Linked DNA regions of Zea mays: region 1 is linked to region 2. A link is a contact called in public Hi-C data. All regions are on one chromosome and are shown on one strand. Each heading gives the region's core, a stretch centred on a gene start, on an enhancer-like site or on the middle of the called end of the contact. The rest is flanking DNA. Distances are from core to core; before and after follow the strand shown.

Region 1 (2,700 bases), core at 15-2,514, 820 kb after region 2:
ACATCTTGTTTTATTGTATAATCTGATAGATAAGGCAATTATGGTTCTTTGCTACCATTTGTACTGATTCTGGCCTGTATACAGGTAAGGTAACTGATTAAAACTAGCAGAAGTGTAGATGCAATTCCCCATTTCCTTTCACATGATAATTTTTTTTTGTTGATTTGATTAAAAATATCTGATTAGGCCCAGCAAGCTTATTGATTGTTCAGTAAGTTCAGTGTCTTTCAAACAGTACCTGTTGATGCTACAACTATGTCTTTTGCATTTTTCATTTATTTCTAACAGTGAATGACCAACCTTCTTGTGACAATGAGACTGGTATTGCTCATACTTATACATGTAATTTTGTACTTGAAGGTTTCTATATTGAGCCCCTAGGGAGTCCAGTCTGCATATTTTATAAACTTGAAGTCTGAATATGAATGTGTCCATACACCTCAACGTTCATGGGCGCACTAGGAAGGCCAGGACGTAGTAGCCGCTATTGGCTTGGTGGGTGGATGACTAATGCTGGAGTCTAAAACACAACTGGAGTGGAGTGGAGTGTAGTGGCATCAGGCCCACGGAGGGTCGTTGTGCTACACATGGGCCTGGGCACCGGGGAGCACAGGACATGATGGGGACCATTATTCATTACGAGGGACCACCACTGGGATCAGTAGCAGGGTCGTGCAGTACGTGTTTGGGACCATATTTTTTCTGCGGTGCCGGTCAAAGGACACCAAACGCCCCCGTGAGACGGGAACGACGATTGGCTTCAGTTCAGCGTTCTCCGAAAAGCTACTACTACTTTCGTTCGTTCATAAATATACGATGCCAGTAACTCTTATTTTTTTAAAAAAAAACTTTGACTACTCTTATTAAATTAATCTTGAGTTATTATTTACATTTGTTGTGAATTGTTTTATTAATTGAGGGTCATAGATTGATGTGCGTCCTGCCTGCCGTCCTCCAGTGCGCCCTAGTCAACGCGGAAGGAAGTCGTCTTCTCTCCTCCATACAGATATACAGTGTACGGGCGACTGTACGATGAAGAAGATGGACAGCAGAAGAGGTAGCGGTAGGTAACCAGGCATGCATACGTCATGGTGCTGACGCCACCGGTGTGCACGTAATTCAGGACCGGCACATCGATCGAACTGGGGCGCGGCTGCGCTGGCGTTCAGTGATATGATGCCTTCCGTAGTCCCGCTCTCTTTCTCTTCTTCTTTATAAATGCCACCAGAGCCAGCTAGCTAGCTAATTAAACAAGCCAAGCGCACTGTGTTCTTCCCTGCAGGGTCCTGGGCTGGGCTGGCGCTGGCGATGGCGCTAGTATTAGGGCGGGAGGAGGAGCTCCTGGCGCAGCTCCGCGCGCTACTGACGTTCCTACCACCTCCTGCGTCGCCCCCGGCGCCGGCGGCTCCCGTTAAGGTGGAGTCCATCATGGGCACTAGTGGCGGCGGACGACGACTGGGGAGCAAGAGAGACCGGGACGACGACAGCGAAGCCGAGGCCGAGCAGCACGGCGACGAACCTGCGGCTGCGCAGCCTCACTATTGTCCTCATCCTCCTCCTCCCTGCAAAAGGACGAGGTGCGTGCGTGGTGATTGTCCATCCATGCATGCAAGCAGTCTTATTATATTATTCCTTCGATCTCGATGATGCATGACTGATGGTGCTGCTGCCTGCAGGAGGAGGAAGAATAAGAAGAAGCGGCAGCAGAGCAAGTGCCTTGTGACGACAGTGCCCGACTTCGACGGGTACCAGTGGAGGAAGTACGGGCAGAAGCAGATCGAAGGTGCCATGTACCCCAGGTATATATCCATCTCCTCCTTCTTCTTACATACTGTACGCAGTGAATAATAACAACAAAACATTAATTAGTATTCCTTCGTACATTTATTTGCATGTAGTGAGTAGTTCGTTCGTCAAACGAAGAAAACGGTTCCGAGAATAATCTCGATCGATCGAGATGCGCTGTCCAATCATTTTCGCTCTTCGTTTTTCATCAGCAGAGCAGAGCTACAGCAGTGAAGTGTTGTAGTTGTAGCTGCTTTCCGAAAACATTAATTTGTTAGGACAAATTTTATTATGCCACCATTTCGCTTCGTATATTTATATATTAAATACTCTCTTCGTTCTTTTTTATTTATCACAATTTAGTTAAAAAAAAGTCCAAGAAATACTTTGTGCGGCATCTGGGTGTGGGCCTGGGTATGCAGCTAGCGGTCCAGTGACACTAGCTAGCTGCAAGCTGCTGCTGGTGGTGGATGCCTAGCTAGCTGATGCTGATGTCCCTACCATCCATCCATCCATCCCTAGGTACTAACCTAATACGACTGTCGTGACACACGTTGTGCCTTGTCTCACTCTCACATGCAATTAAAGAGCGCCATTATATTCACCCATCGATCTCGATCGAGACAGTTTTTACATATGCATGTGTTGCCAAACAACTACTAGTGATTACTGATGTGACCACTAATAAATTATATATATCCGTACGTATTTGCAGGAGTTACTACAGGTGCATACAGAGCGCCAAGCAAGGCTGCCAGGCAAAACGGACGGTGCAGCGCAACGACGACGACGGCGCCACCGCACCCCCAGAGTACACGGTGGTGTACGTGGCGGAGCACACCTGCACGGCCAACGACGACGCGCTGGAGGCCCCGCCGGTCATCCTGGAGACCACCACCAGCGTCGTCGTCCGTG
Region 2 (2,700 bases), core at 137-2,636:
TTCTCAGTGTTTCAGCTGTACATGGTCAGCCTCTTACCCTGAGCACAGCCATATACCATGCCCAAACCGATGGGCACACAAAGAGGGTCATTAATTGTTTCAGATATATTATCACAAACCAGTGTATGGTTCTCATTCACTGTCGCTGTCCATCATTTCTTGTAGCTAGATGTAGCTAGTGCTGCCTTTTCATCCTTTGACCACTATACGCGCAACCCACACGCTATGAAGAAAGTCTTTAATCAAAGCCCATATGAAGTAGTAATAAGTGGCAAACTATGTTGCGTATGTCACGGCCAAAACATCATCGCGTCATGATGAAAAGGGAGTACTGATGCTGCGCACAAGCTACTACCTTCACTCTACAGCAAAATCAGAAGAAAAAAAAACAACAACCATGCTGGACTGATCTTACAACAACAACCATGGATGGTGGTCTTAATAAGGCCTCGTTTGGCAGGGCTCCGGCTTCTCTAAAACTGACTCCGGCTCTGGCTTCTCTTCAAAAACAGCTTCTTTATAGGAGTTAGTTTTTTTAACAAGTCGTTTGGTAAAACGGCTCCTCTTAATACAAGAGAAGGAGAGTGTGAGAAGAAGCCCGCTAGGAGCCTTTTTTTTGCTCGACTCCTCTGTATAAAAATGGCTCCAGCTCATCGATGCTTTTTATTGGGAGCTCTTTTTTGAAACCGTTTGACTAGGCTCCTACAAGAGCCAGAGTCGGTTTGGGAGCCCTTCCAAACAAGCCCTAAGTCAATCAACAAATAGCACAATGCTTCTGGGTGGAAAGTAGACTTAGATCCCGTTTGGCACGACTCCGACTCCTCTAAAAATGACTCCGTCTCTGTCTTATCTTCAAGAACAACTCCTTTATAGGGGCCGATGTTTTTTAACAAATCGTTTGGCAAAACGATTCCTCTTGACGCGAGAGAAGGGCTCCGGCTCCTCTCTATAAAAAATGGTTTCGGCTCCTCGGTGCTCTTTGTTGGGAGCTCTTTTTTTTAGACCGTTTGGGAGGGCTCCTCCAAGAGGCGGAACGAGAGCCCTCCCAAACAGGTCCTTAGTTATGTTCGTAGCCTTACAATTAAGGCCCCGTTTTGCACGGCTCTGGCACCTGTAAAAATGATTTCGGCTCTAGCTTCTCTTCAAACCAGCTTCTCTATAGGAGCCAGTGTTTTTTAACAAATCGTTTGGCAAAACGGCTTCTTTTGACATGAGAGGAGGGGAGTGAGAGGGGGAGTCGCTAAGAGCCAATTTTTTTGCTCCGGCTTCTCTCTGTAAAATGGCTCTAGCTCCTCGGTGCTCTTTGTCCGGAGCTATTTTTTGAGACCGTTTGGGAGGGCTCCTCGAAGAGCCGGAGCCACGGTGCTCTTTGTCCGGAGCTATTTTTTGAGACCGTTTGGTAGGGCTACTCAAAAAGCGAGAGCCAGTTTAGGAGCCCTCTCAAACAGGCCCTAATTCTATTTCGCTATAAATAATTGTTTTCCTATGCGAATCCAAACGGGAGGTTACTTTGGTAGACTAATTTTTGTAGCTGATGTAATAAAAAGTTGTTAATAAATGACACGAGGATAGAGACCGTTGTTATTAGTCCTGTCCAGTCCCAAAAGTACGAAATCCATATATATACGTTAGTAAAGACAGCCCTGAAAGTACTCATGACTCACGAGAGCTTTCACTGTCCAGCGGGGACACATCCGTGTGGTCCCACTTTCCAGCGAAAGAGACGCTCTCTTCTTCCGAGCCGTGTCGCATCAAGTCCTTCAGTAAGCCTAGACGTTGGAGCTGCAGCGGCTGGAGGAGGCGGCAAGCACACGGGCCCACATGCCATCCAGTGTTCCAGCTGCTGCTGCTGCTCGTACCAAGGCATGATCAGTACTCTACTAGAGCAAAGGTGTGTGTAGCTAGCTGCCTGGACGTTGCAGCGCTGGAGGAGGCGGCGGCAAGCGCACGGGGGGGCCCACATGCCATCCAGCGTTCAGAGAAGCTTCACATGCAAAAGGGCCCCTCCGAAGAATCCAAACGTTACGAAAAGGCCCGTGCCCCCGTGAGATGACAAAGCGGCAAACGGCGTGCCTCCACCCACCCACACACACACACTGACAAACGACCCCCCTCGGTATTCTCCAATCCCCAAACCCTCGTCGACGCCGTCGTCTTCACTGTTCAGTCCCCCCCACAGCCCCACTCCCTTCACTCTCCTCCCCTCCACCGTCGCCGTCATTCCATTCGTGGGGGGCGCATTACTTCTGCGGTTCTGCGCCCCGTCCCGAATCCCTGTAGCGTCCACCTTCTCCCTCCCACCGCCCGGATTCCGCAAGACTGAGAGCAGCGCTCGCTCGCCTCCTCCCAATCTCCGCATCGTTTCTGTCCAGGTCGGCGGCCCGATTTGTTGCCGGGCGTCGTCCTCGCCCCCGCCCTGCCTGCCACTCCTCGTAGGACTCGGTCCTGTCCGGACTCCCGCTCCACCTGTCCCCTCCTCGCTTCCATCGCCATTGCCGCCCTCATTTTGCCCCCCTCCCGCTCGAAGCCGCCTGCTGCTTTGGACCGTGCCGAGCGGGGCGGCGTAAATGCCCGCCCGTGCAGAGGATCCCAGACAGCCTTCTCCGCCCCCAAACCCCGTCCTTGTTTCCCACCAATTAGGAGCAGGGGAAGGTTCTCGCACGCGTGCCCATCCTACCAACGGCCAATTCCAGATGCGGA

What was found. Hi-C and Micro-C count contacts between places; a contact is called where the count stands out from the background.
Region 1: a Hi-C map of endosperm shows a contact between it and region 2, with 2.4 times the contacts expected there. The contact joins the promoter of LOC100383957 here to the promoter of LOC103640699 in region 2. A contact is called at or near these places in 3 of 25 Hi-C or Micro-C datasets (ear, endosperm and tassel).

The regions. Positions count from the first base shown.
Region 1 is chr10:3,536,410-3,539,109 of Zm-B73-REFERENCE-NAM-5.0, forward strand. It overlaps LOC100383957, which reads left to right and starts at 1,265. Exons shown (of 3, transcript NM_001176574.1): 1 at 1,265-1,577; 2 at 1,677-1,799; 3 at 2,501-2,700. The coding sequence starts at 1,309.
Region 2 is chr10:2,715,744-2,718,443 of Zm-B73-REFERENCE-NAM-5.0, forward strand. LOC103640699 reads left to right here and starts at 1,387. Exons shown (of 1, transcript XM_020545637.3): 1 at 1,387-2,700.